Linked DNA regions of Macaca mulatta: region 1 is linked to region 2. The links are chromatin contacts, called in public Hi-C maps. All regions are on one chromosome and are shown on one strand. The core of a region is the stretch at or near the end of the contact, and the rest is flanking DNA. Distances in the headings are between cores, read along the strand shown. Region 1 has its middle 14 kb from the start of DNAJC27. Region 2 overlaps EFR3B (EFR3 homolog B).

What was found. Hi-C and Micro-C count contacts between places; a contact is called where the count stands out from the background.
Region 1: a contact with region 2 is called in a Hi-C map of fibroblasts, with 2.8 times the contacts expected there. The contact joins two enhancer-like sites. A contact is called at or near these places in 4 of 14 Hi-C or Micro-C datasets (fetal cortex germinal zone, fetal cortical plate, fibroblasts and 1 more).

Annotation. Positions count from the first base shown.
Region 1 is chr13:100,029,112-100,035,643 of T2T-MMU8v2.0, reverse strand. No RefSeq gene overlaps it. Among named protein-coding and RNA genes, the nearest start is that of DNAJC27, 14 kb to the left of the region's middle. Within about 2 kb of position 2,358, at least 14 of the 40 cell types and tissues checked have an H3K27ac peak or open chromatin away from gene starts, as enhancers often do.
Region 2 is chr13:99,881,853-99,888,535 of T2T-MMU8v2.0, reverse strand. EFR3B (EFR3 homolog B) reads left to right here. Exons shown (of 23, transcript XR_013402981.1): 4 at 621-742; 5 at 4,196-4,345; 6 at 5,944-6,078; 7 at 6,511-6,589. Among named protein-coding and RNA genes, the nearest start is that of POMC, 42 kb to the right of the region's middle. Within about 2 kb of position 1,790, at least 2 of the 40 cell types and tissues checked have an H3K27ac peak or open chromatin away from gene starts, as enhancers often do.

The sequences.
Region 1 (6,532 bases), core at 1,109-3,608, 150 kb before region 2:
TAGGCTCAAGGAATCCTCCCAGCTGAGTCTCCCAAGTAGCTGGGACTACAGGCACATGCCACCATGCCAGGCTAATTTTGTTTTATTTTTTGCAGAGACGAGGCCTCGCTATGTTGACCAGGCTGGTCTTGAACTCTTGGCCTCGAGTTGTCCTCCTGCCTCAGCCTCCCAAAGTGCTGGGATTATAGGCATGAGCTACCACATCTAGCCAACAATGTTGCTTATAATGGACAACTGAAATAAGTTGTTGTTGTTGTTTGAGATGGAGTCTTACTCTGTCACCCAGGCTGGAGTGTAGTGGCATGATCTCGGCTTGCTGCAACCTCTGCCTCCCGGGTTCAAGTGATTCTCCTGCCTTAGCCTTCCGAGTAGCTGGGACTACAGGCGTGTGCCACCACACCCGTTTAATTTTTAAATTTTTAATAGAGACTGGGTTTCACTATGTTGGCCAGGCCCGTGTTGGAACTCCTGACCTCTGGTGATCCACCTGCCTTGGCCTCCCAAAGTGCTGGGATTACAGGCATGAGCCACCATGCCAGGCCCTGAAAGAATATTTTAAATGATCAGTCTGCTGCTGATTGATTATGCATATTGGCAGCTTAACTCAATTTTAACATTTTGCAGTAAAAGTCCATCAGCATTACTTATATAGTACTCACATTTCTAAGAGGTATATACCTAGGAGTTGAATTGCTTTGTCATAGAGTACGTCTGTTCAGCTTTGGTTGGTACTGCCAAACAGTGTTCCAAAGTGGCTGTCAATTTACACTCCCACCAACAGTGAATGAGAGTTCCAGCTGTTCCAAATTTTCATTGGCCCCTCAATTTTGCTAGTCTTTTAATTTTAGCCTTCCTTAGACATTTGTAGTAGTATCTAATTGTAGTTTTAATTTGCATTTTCCTGGTGACTAATGAGGTTGAGTGCCTTTTCGTATTTTTAAAGGTCGTTTCTTCTTATATGAATTACCTGTTGCCTGGCACAATAGCTCAAACCTGTAATCCCAGCACTTTGGGAGGCCAAGACGGGCAGGATCACTTGAGCCCAGGAGTTCAAGACCAGCCTGGGCAACATTAGGGAGACCCTGTCTCTACAAAAATTAGCTGGACATGGTGGCGCGGGCCCGTGAGCCCAGCTACTTGGGAGGCTGAGGCGGGAGGATCACCTGAGCCCAGGAGGTTGAGGCTGCAATGAGCCGTGATTCCACCACTGCACCCCAGCCTGGGTGACAGAGACAGACCCTGTCTCAAAAAAAAAAAAAAAAAAAAAGTACCTGTTCAATTATCTAATGTTTTATTGAGTTGCTTATTTTTTCTTATTGATTTGTAAAAATCTTTATGTATTCTACATATATATTCTTTATCTATATTCTTTATCAGATATATACACTTTGCACCAGAATATTTGTAGCACTACTATTAGTAATGGTAAAAAACTGGAAACAACTCATTTATCCGGCAGTGGAGGAGTGGATAAATAGTGGTATATTCGTCCAGTAGAATACTAAATATGCTATACAATGCTATGCTACTGCTATGAATCTCACAGATGTAATGATGAGTTAAAGAAGCTAGGCACAAAAGAGTATTACTGTATGATTCCAATCATATAAAGTTCAAACCAGATCAAACTAATCAATGAGCAAGGAGTCAGGATTCTGGTTATATTCGGGGATAATGATGGAAGAGGGCTATAAGGAGGGTGTCTGGGTGCAGGTCATGTTCTAGATCTTGATCTGAGTGGGGGTTACATAGGCGTATTCACTTCATGAGAATTCAGAGGGCTGCACATTAATGATCTGTATAATGCTCTTCTATAGTATGTCACACTTCAAAAAAGTTTATAGAAACAGTTCCTTCCTAATTTTCACAGGGCCTAGGAGCTAAATACGCAGCCCCAGCCTGATGTTTTCTCTGCTCAGGGTTTCTTGTGCTGTGCCTGTGATAGCTCTTGGTGTCCATGGAAACCAGACGGAGACAGCATGGTGGGGAAACAAGCCAAAGGGAAACTGGATCCGTGAAGCTTCGCGCATGCGACAGAGGAACAGACCCCCGCTCCCGCACCCCTCACGAGTCTTCCCTTCCTCTACTCTCAGATCTCAGTCGGCTATAGCCAGTTCCCTGCCACCATGACTGTCCACCTAGGACAACTCTGGCTGCTGCTTGTCATAATTTACACCCATAACTGCTTCCAGCCCACCTTCTCCGTCCCTGGCTTTCACATTCCCCAACCCAGCGCGAAAGCTGGCCTGGCAGGGACTGAAAACAAACAAACAAAAAAGGCCTTCCTTGGATCAGGAGACACTAATGCCTCATTAACCTTACTGAGGGCATAAGCCCAAAAAGGCCTTTTAGTATCCATGGTGAATGTTACAGACTCCGTGCGTAAGAGCATAAGCTCTTTACTCACTGTAGTGTTCTCCGTATCCTTGCTCCAAGCTTATGAATCCCTATTTTAAACAGAGTTGTATCACCTTGTTATCTGATTTTTTAGGTCTGCAAAAACACAGGGTAGAAGTGAGTGGGTGAAATTCTCCCAAGGGTGCCCACGTGCCTGGCTTTGTTAAGTTTGGGAATTATTCTGGATATATCTGGGTACAAATGTGCATATGCAAGCATATGTGTGGGGTCTCTGGGTATACTCATGTGTTGGTTATAATGACTGTGTGTGAGAGAGTGTGTGCATTAGCATCTACTGCATCTGTTGGCTTTGTGTGTGCATATTGAATGTGTGCTATATGAGGACGTTTGTGAATGAATTTGTCGTTTTGTGGGTTTATATGTGTATATGTGATCAGATATAAAATATGTAAATGAGAATTTACACTTTTTTGACTCTGTAGGAAATATGACAGAGCATTCGTAGGGCTGCTTATAAGTTTATGTCTTCAAGCTAAACTGTAAGTTTGTATGTGGATTTATATAGGGATAGCTCTAGGGAAAGTTTCCAAGTCATATGGTTGAACCATATGGCATTGCCATTTTTGTGGGCTAAAAATGGTTAAATATTCTATACTTTTTGTATGATTCAAATTAATGGGTGTGTATGTACATGTGTATACACACATACATAAATTCAAATTAGCATAGCCCCTGCACCAATTAGTAATGCTATCAGAGCTAAGAAGATGACCACCATGAGCATGAGATCCGAGAAGAAACTTAACATAGACATTGAGGGAAAGATAAGATACAGAAAGAATAATGAATAATGGAACAGAAAGTTGCAAAAGGGAAATAGTGGGAAACGAGGTTGAACGTTCCTTAGCCGGGAAAGCCTTCTCTGACACTTGTTTTGTATCCACGCACCCCAAGTTTGGCTCTGCCTCGAGCTTGTACAACCCCCATGCAGTGACTCTATGACAACACTTGTCACCCTGAACTGTAATTGTTCATCTAATTGGCTGTCTTCCCCACCAGGCAGCAAGTTCACTGAGAGCAATGACTGTCTCTGTAGTTCACTTATATTCCCAACACTTAGGACAAAGCTTGGTACAGAATGGAAACTTAGCTAGCATTTGTTGAAGAAACGGATGGCTGAAAGCCAGGTCTTCTGATAAAGCAGTACATTGTCAGGCTAAGGAGTGCAACTTGTTCTGGTCAGTGCATGTGACTGTCAGTTCTTTGGCAACTGACAGACATTTTGGAGAGTCAATTAACATGCACAAAACATCATTTAAAAATACTAATTTAGGAGTGGTATCAATAATACACAGAAGTAGGTCAGGTGAGGTGGCTCACATCTGTAATCCCAGCATTTTTAGAAGGCTGAGGCAGGATCGCTTGAGACTAGGAGTTCAGGACCAGCTTGGGTAAGATAGAGAGACCCTGTCTCTTAAAAAAATAAAAATTAAAAAAAGGCCAGGTGTGGTGGCTCATACCTGTAATCCTGGAACTTTGGAAGGCTGAGGTAGGAGGATCACTTGAGCCCAGGAATTCAAGATCAGCTTGGGCAACACAGGGAGACCCCATCTCTACAAAAAAATAAAAAAATTAGCCTAGGCATGATGGCTCACACCTGTAATCCCAGCACTTTGGGATGCTGAGGTGGGTGGATCACTTGAAGTCAGGAGTTTGAGACTGGCCTGGCCCAAATGACAAAACCGTCTCTACTAAAAAAATAAATACAAAAAGTAGCCAGGTATGGTGGTGGGGCAGAACAAGCCACCCTATCCACTTGTGCATGCCTGTAATCCCAGCTACTCAGGAGGCTGAGGCATGAGAATAGCTTGAACCTGGGAGGTGGATGTTGCAAAGAGCCGAGATCGCACCACTGCACTCCAGCCTGAGCAACAGAGGGAGACTTTGTCTCAAAAAAAAAAAAAGCCCGGGATGGTGGAACACATGTGTAATCTCAGCCACTGAGGAGGCTGAGGTGGGAGGATCGCTTGAGCCAGGAAGGTTGAGGCTGCAGTGAACTGAGATCACACTACCGCACTCCACCCTGGCTGCCAGAGTGAGACCCTGTCTAAAAAAAAAAAAAAAAAAAAGGAAACAAAACAAAAGAAAAAATGGAATAGAAAGAAGTAGATTATGGTTAGCCATTAGAAGCCCAGTAGTTCCTAGGCATGTGGTAATAAATACCTAGATGACAATGGCAATAGGAATGGACAGCAAGGGAGAGATGAAAAAACTACAATAGGAACAGCTTCTTGGTGACTGCTAGGTGTGGAGCAAACTGAGAAAGTGGAGTGAAGGCTGACCCCAAGTTCTGGAACCTGAGTGGCTGAAATGATGACAGTCACTCTGACAGAAATAAGGAGACCCCAAAGGAGAGCTATTAAAACAAGATCTGTTTTGAACATGTTGTAATTTTGGATATTGATATGGTTTGGCTGTGTCCCCATCCAAATCTTATCTTGAATTGTAATCCCCATAATCCCCATGTGTTGTGGGAGGGACTCGGTGGGAGGTAATTGAATCATGGGGGCGGTTTTCCCCATGTTGTTCTCGTGATAGTGAGTTATCACAAGATCCTGATCATTTTCCCCTTCTGCAAGATATCACACTGGTCCATTACATTGATGACATTGTGCTGATTGGATCCAGTGAGCAAGAAATAGCAAGCACACTGGACTGATTGGTGGATCATTTGAGTATCCATGGTGAATGTTATAGACTCTGTGCATAAGAGCATAGACTACCACCTGTGGACTCATGGAATGCCTTATCCACCGTCATGGTATTCCACACAGCCCTGCCTCTGACCAAGGCACTTTATGATTGAAGAAATGCAGCGGTGGGCTCATGCTAATGGAATTTGGTGATCTTACCATGTTACCCATCATCCTGAAGTAGCTGGATTAATAGAGCAGTGGAGTAGCCTTTTGAAGTCACAATTACAACGCCAACTACGTGACAATACTTTGCAGGGCTGGGGCAAAGTTCCCCAGAAGGCTGTATACGTCCCAAATCAGCTTCCAATATGTGGTACTGTTTTTCCCATAGCCAGGATTCGTGGGTCCAGGAATCAAGGGGTGGAAGTGGAAGTGGCACCACTCACCATCACCCCTAGTGACCTACTAGCAAAATTTTTGCTTCCTGTTGCAGCTATATTACGTTCTGCTGGCCTAGAGGTCTTAGTTCCAGTGGGAGGAATGCTGCCACCAGGAGACACAGCAATTATTCCATTAAACTGGAAGTTAAGATTGCCACTGGCCACTTTGGGCTCCTCCTGCCTCTTAACAGGCTAAGAAGGGAGTTACAGTGCTGGCTAAGGTGATTGACCCAAACTATCAAGATGAAATCAGTCTGCTACTCCACAATGGAAGTAAGGAAGAGTATGCATGGAATACAGGAGATCCCTTAGGGTGTCTCTTAGTATTACCATGCCCTATGATTAAGGTCAATCAGAAACTACAACAACCCAATCCAGGCGGGACTACAAATGGCCCAGACCCTTCAGGAATGAAAGTTTGAGTCACTCCATCAGGTAAAAAACCATGACCGCCTGAGGTGCTTGCTGAAGGCAAAGGTAATAGAGAAGGGGTAGTAGAAGAAGGTAGTTATCAATACCAGCTATGCCCACATGACCAGTTGCAATAATGAAGAGCCAAATGTTAATCACCAAGATAGTGGAGAAAATGTCTCCAGGACATGTCAGAGGTCTTCATGGCAGCTCCTCCCATCACAGATCTGAAGGTTTAGGAGGGAAAAAATGGTTTTATGGGCCAGGCCTGGGGCTTTGCTGCTTTGTGCAGTCTCCAGACTTAGTGCCCTATGTCCTAGCCATGGATAAAAGGAGCTAATGTACAGCTCAGTTTCTAAACATTGGTTTAGAGGGTGCAATCCCCAAGCCCTGTGGCTTCCACATGGTGTTGGGCCTGTGGGTGCACAGAAGTCAAGAATTGAGGTTTGGGAACCTCCGCCTAGATTTCAGAGGATGTATGGAAAGGCCTGGATGTCCAGGCAGAAGTTTGCTGCAGGGATGGAGCCCCCATGGAGAACCTCTGCTAGGGCAGTGCAGAAGGGAAATCTGGGGTTGGAGACCCCACACAGAGTCCCCACCAGGGCATTGCCTAGTGGAGCTGTGAGA
Region 2 (6,683 bases), core at 541-3,040:
GCCACCGTGCCTGGGTAATTTTGTATTTTTAGTAGAGACAGGGTCTCACCATGTTGGCCAGGTGGTCTTGAACTCCTGACCTCAAATGATCCACCCACCTCAGCCTCCCAAAGTGCTGGGATTACAGACATGAGCCACTGTACCTGACCAAATTCCAGTTTCTAACAATAAAGTGTAATTACATTTTTAAGTCAAATTTTAGATTTGTTCTTGTGTCCTCGAATTCATTGAGGGTGGTGCTGCTGCTTCATCGCTGGCTTTCACTCAGGTTCCGTGTTATTCCTAACAGCCTCCCTACCCCGTTGTGTTTGCACAGTTCTGGATGGAGGGGTGAGGGCAGGTGCTTCCGTGAACCCCTTCATGTTCCCTTCTCTTCCATCCTCTGCTCCCACAGCAGGGTAGGCCTGAGAAGGGCCAAGGTTTCCAATTTTGTTGTGCAACGGGAGAGGTGAGCAGGATTGGGAACTTATTTCCCCAGCGTGCTCTGCGAGGCTGGCCAAGCTGGCTCCAGGATGCGTGGTTCCCATGGCTTGACCATGGCAGGGGGTCTGGGGATGCCCAGCAGTGAGGAGCACAGTGGGTCACCTCTCTCGTGTTTTTATCTGCTTCCTCCCTGATAGTTTGTGAAGTTTGCCAACATCGAGGAGGACACCCCATCCTATCACCGGAGCTATGACTTCTTTGTGTCCCGATTCAGTGAAATGTGCCACTCAAGCCACGATGACTTAGAAATCAAGACTAAGTGAGTAGGGGAAGGCAAGGGTGGGTGGTTCAGCTCACAGCAGAAGCAAAGGTGGGTCCTGTAGATAACTTCCAACCTGCTATTGTGTGTCTGCTTTTGTTAGTGTCTGTGTCTGCTCTGATGTTGCTGGGCAGACAGGCAGCACCCAGCTCCCTACATGTGGTTTCTCCTTTTTTTTTTTTAAGACCGAGTTTCACTCTGTTGCCCAGGCTGGAGTGCAGTGGCGCAGTCTTGGCTAACTGCAACCTCCGCCTCCCAGGTTCAAGTGATTCAGAGACTTCATGGGGCTCTTGGTCATGGGTAGATCTCCACTGTGCCCATTAAGAGGAGTAGTAAGGGCCAGGTGTGGTGGCTCATGCCTGTATTCCCAGCACTTTGGGAGACTGAGGCAGGTGGATTACTTGAGGTCAGGAGTTCAAGACCAGCCTGGCCAACATGGCGAAACCCCATCTCTATTAAAAATACAAAAAATTAGCCAGGCATGGTGGCACGCAACTGTCATCCCAGCTACTCGGGTGGCTGAGGCACAAGAATTGCTTGAATCCGGGAGGTGGAAGTTGCAGTGAGCTGAGATTGCGCCACTGCACTCCAGCCTGGGCAACAGAGTGAGACTCTGTCTCGAAAAATAAGTAAATAAATAAATAGGAAGAGTAAGAAGTTCCTCCTCCCCCAGGCCTGATCTTTCTGAACTTCTTTTGAAAGGCATGGTCAGCTCTGGGTGTCACAGAATGAATCATGTGCATTTGTGGAAGGGATTCTGAGGAGACTGAAAGAGTGCAAAGTAGGAAAAGAAGAAAAATTAATTCACATGTACACATAAGGGAGCCCTGGGTAGAATTTTTTCTGCCAACCAGGCCTTGTTTCCTGCCAGCCAGGCCCCCTTGGGTGGGACAAACGAGTCCAGCACGCCGGGGATATGTTGTCCTTTGGGGAGTGCCTTTTTAAACTGAAACCAAGAAAAGTCAGCAAGACAGTATTCCTGGTCGTTCATTCCCAAGTCCAGACAGCTGCCAGCTCAGGGTCTTGAACGTGGTCAGGGTCAGGTCAGCGTGGCCAGGTACTTCCGGGGAATCCTTGCCCATTGCCAGTGGCCCTAAAGGCTTCTGGGCCAGGGTATCCTGGTGTTCGTAGGCTCCTGCCACCTCCAGTCACAGTTCCTTGGTAAGGCCCAGGGTAGCACCCTGGCAACCCCAGTTAAAACTGAAGTTAAAAATGCAACTGGCAACTCAACCTTGAGAAAAACTGCTCATCTCCAAAAATCACAAAAGGATGTGAATTGAAATAGCTACAAAATGTGAGGATTTTTTGGACTCATAAAATTAGAACAGATGTTTAAAATAAGATCCTCAATACCGCCGCAGGCACCGTGAGAGTGGCATTCTCCTGCGGCTTGCGCATGGGCAGGGGGTGGGGCAGTTTTTTTGGCAAATCGGGAGCCTTTTGTTTCTTTTTTTGAGACAGAGTCTCACTCTTTCATCCAGGCTGGAGTGCGGTGGCATGATCTCACATAATCTCAGCTCACTGCAACCTTCGCCTCCCAGGCTCAATCTGTCCTTCCACCCCAGCCTCCTAAGTATCTGTGACTACAGGTGCACACCACCACACCTGGCTAATTTCTTTCTTTTTTTTTTCCCCTCTTTTTTTTTTTTTTTTTGAGACAGGATCTTACTCTGTCGCCTAGGCAGGAGTGCAGTGGCACGATCTCAGCTCCTGCAACCTCTGCCTCCTGGGTTCAAGTGATTCTCTCATCTCAACCTCTCGAGTAAATGGGATTACAGGGGCCTGCCACCATGCCCGGCCAATTTTGTATTTTTAGTATAGATGGGGTTTCACCATGTTGACCAGGCTGGTCTCGAACTCCTGACCTCAGGTGATCCACCCGCCTCAGCCTCCCAAAGTGCTGGGATTACAGGTGTGAACCACCGCGCCCGGCCTAATGTTTTAATTTTTTGTAGAGATGAGGTTTTGCCATGTTGCCCACGCTGGTCTCGAACTCCTGAGCTCAAGCTATATACACTGGCCTCGGCCTCCCAAAGTGCTGGGGTTACAGGTGTGAGCCACTGTATCTGGCTGCCTTTTATTTCTTACCTTTTGACTCAGTGATTCCAGTCATGGCAATGACTTGAAATGTAGTAAAATATTTTATACAATGATGTCCATCACAGCATTATTATAAAAGTGAAACGTTTGGCCAGGCACGGTGACTCATGCCTGTAATCCTAGCATTTTGGGAGGCCGAGGCGGGTGGATCACGAGGTAAGGAGTTCGAGACCAACCTGATCAACATGGTGAAACCCTGTGTCTACTAGAAATACAAAAATTAGCCAGGCGTGGTGGCACATGCCTGTAATCCCAGCTACTCAGGAGGCCGAGGCAGAAGAATCCATTGAAACTGAGAGGCAGAGGTTGCAGTGAGCCGAGATCGCGCCACTGCACTCCAGCCTGAGACAGAGCCAGACTCCATCTCAAAAAAAAAAAAAAAAAGCAAAACGTTTGGAAACAACTTAAATGACTACTAGTCACTAGTTGAGAAAGGCCTTATGATAGTGTATCAGGCAACCATTCGACATGTTTATGAAGAGTTAATGACACAGGAAAATGCACAGAATGTATGTAAAAAAAGCCGTTTGTTACAGATCAAATATGCAATAGGTTCTTAATTCTGTTATCTATTATGCACAGAAGAAAGGAATTACATCAAAATGCCAGTAACAGTTATCTCTGATAACAAAGATAACAGTGGTAGTGGTGGTGGAAGTGGTAAATCTTCTCTTCTCTCTACTTTTCTATGATTAGCATGTATTATTTTATAACCAGAAAAAAGGCTTTATAAAAAAGAAAGGAAGAAAGAAACTTCAGGCTGAAATAAATGGCCAGTAAAGAGGGCTCCCTCCCACAGGGCTGTGCTGACCCTGGGTTAGCGTAGCAGAGACTGGGGGTGTACAAAAGGGGCTCCTGCTGTGCTGTTACTCAGTTTCCCCTCTGGTTAAGCCCCAAGCTGAAACCCCTTTGTGCCCCAGAGAGCCTGCAGCTCTGTGCCTCGCCTTCTGGATCCGCCTCCCACTGCCCCCGCAAATTGCTCACAGTCTTGGATTCTGCTTCATCAGTTCTTGGTAGCATTTTGAGTTTCACATCTTGGGCCCAAGCTGGAACAACCCCAGCTAAGTACTAAAGACGGGGAGCTGGAGCACCCAGCACCCTAGGGCTGGAGCCCAGATGGTACCAAGGCAAGGGCAGCCTGGGAGTCTCCAAGATGAATCAAAAGACATGGCTTCCTGGGCTCACGTCTGCCAGCACCAGGAGGTCCCATGAGAGTAGCAGGTGATCTCCATTCTGCCTTCTGATGGACAAATGTATCCCTGACCCCCAAGCTGCGCTCCTCTCTTAACCACCGAAGCTGGACTTCTCAGGACTGGAGGACTTCCGAGTCCCACTTCACCCTTTTCCTTACAGAATTCGAATGTCAGGCATCAAAGGCCTACAAGGGGTGGTGAGGAAGACGGTGAATGATGAACTGCAGGCCAATATCTGGGACCCACAGCACATGGACAAGATCGTCCCATCGCTGCTTTTCAATCTGCAGCATGTAGAGGAGGCAGAGAGGTAAGCAGGCCAGGGTGGGGCAGGACAGTTGGATATGATCAGCCCTTCAAGGGCTGCTTGGGAACCACATGGTTTGGGTTGGTCAGTAAAACTCAGCTACAAGGCCAGGGACATGGCTTTGTGGCTTGTTCTGCAGTGAGTCCAAAGCTGACTCCCTAGGAGCCATGGGTCTGGCTTTGTGCCAGCCCACAGCATCCCTTAACATCTGCATTACCGAAGGAGGACAGTGTTGGTGCTGGGCTCCCTGGGGGTAAGTCTGTTGGTAGTAACACACAGAACCAAGAGTCTAGTTACCTTTGTCTCCCTGGAAACAGGGCCAAGGAGGCTTTAAGGTGCCTTTCGTGGGCCAGGTGCGGTGGCTCATGCCTGTAATCCCAGCACTTTGGGAAGCTGAGGCAGGCGGATCATGAGGTCAGGAGATTGAGACCGTCCTGGCTAACACGGGGAAACCGTGTCTCTACTAACAAAAAAATACAAAAAAATTAGCCGGGCGTGGTGGCAGGCGCCTGTAGTCCCAGCTACTTGGGAGGCTGAGGCAGGAGAATGGGAGCCCGGGAGGCGGAGCTTGCAGTGAGCTGAGATCGTGCCACTGCACTTATACAGCCTGGGTGACAGAGCCAGACTCTGTCTAAAAAAAAAAAAAAAGAAAGATGCCTTTCGTGGCTTCAATCACTGTGGACTTTCCATCTGGACCTTCCTTCCTCTGTTGCTTCCTGATGCTATTTCAGGCCCTGAAAACGTGCATGCTTGACCAGCCCATAGCCACTCAGCAAGAGCTTGCAGACACTGGGTTTTAATCCTGGATCCCCTAAGCATGGGATTCATCCCTGTCCCTGCCCCCTCATTTTTCCCCTTGGTGAAATGGAATGGGGAGAAAGGTCCACGTTGCTGTCCCACCTGGGCTATCTGTTCACTAGGCTGGTTAAGTCTGTTGAGCCCAGGCTACTAGAGCTAGACTTGGGTGGACGGGGGCAGGGGCGGGGGGTGGGGTGGGGGTGGGATTCGTATGCCCTCTGGTGGCTATTTCTGGAATAGCGTCTCACTGACAATACGGTCTCTGGTGGTCTCTGGGCTGGGAGTCCTCGGGCTCCTCTTCTGTCCAGATGTGGGCCGACTCCCTATGACTTGAGGATCATTGACTCTTGCCTGAGCCAACCACTGTGGCTTTCCTTTTCCCTCCCTCTCTCTCCTCTCCTTTCTTCCACTTCTGTTTTGTTTTTTGCCTCCCTTCCCTATCTTCATCTCCCATCTCCTCTTCCTTCTGAAGCCTTAGGTGCATCAAGACACACATGTTCTACAGCTCACCTGGCCCATGGTGCTCAGAGCCTCCTTCACACAGTGGCACATCTGGAAATCTTTAAGGATTTCCAGAAAAAGAACTTTATCTTTTCTTCCCCAATCTTCCCTCACTTCCCCCAGTGGGGGCTTTTTTACCCCCATTTAATTTCTGACAGCTGTGACACCTCCCCTATTGCCTAGTGCAACCCATGCCAAATTCCTGTGTGTCCTGCGTGGATGAAGAACAGAAAGGCAGGACTGCACAGAGCCTGACCCCAGCCTGCATGCCACCCTCTACCCGTGTGCCTCTGTCTCCCCAGCCGGTCTCCCTCACCCCTCCAAGCACCTGAGAAGGAGAAAGAGAGCCCTGCGGAGCTGGCTGAGAGGTGCCTTCGGGAGCTGCTGGGCCGGGCTGCCTTTGGCAACATCAAAAACGCCATCAAGCCTGTTCTCATGTGAGTGCCCCCACCCACTGCCTTGGCCCCAGCCTTCAGCCTGGACATGTTTCGGGTCCCTGGCATCTCCTGGCTGGCTGGGGGGAAGGGGATATTACAGTGGTAGTGCCGCAGCCAAGTCGATCCCTTCCCTCTGCCTGTGTTCCCTGCACTGTGACAGCAAAAGCTGCCACAGGGTGGCCAAGTGCTGCGCAGTAGGAAGGCACCCAATGCTAAAGGAAGGTGCCCAGCTTCACACCACTGCAGAGCGCTGTCCTTGGCCTCTCTCCAGCGCTGGACTGGGACTACCCCAAGGCCCTTCAGGCTTCACTTCTTCACCCAGGAACTGTGCGAGGGGCTCTGAGGAGGTGTCCCTCTCCCTCCAAGCTAATCTCTTCTCCCTGACACCGCCGGGAGTTTCACAGTTGTTCCCCCACGTTTTCTCCCTCACAGACATCTGGATAACCATTCTCTTTGGGAACCCAAGGTGTTCGCCATCCGTTGCTTTAAAATCATCATGTACTCAATTCAGGTATGGTGGCTCCCCTGGGCCAGCATGATCCCGGGACAAAGGCCCCTCTGGGAGCCGGACAGGCACTAAAGTGGAAAGCCAGAAGTCCCCTGTG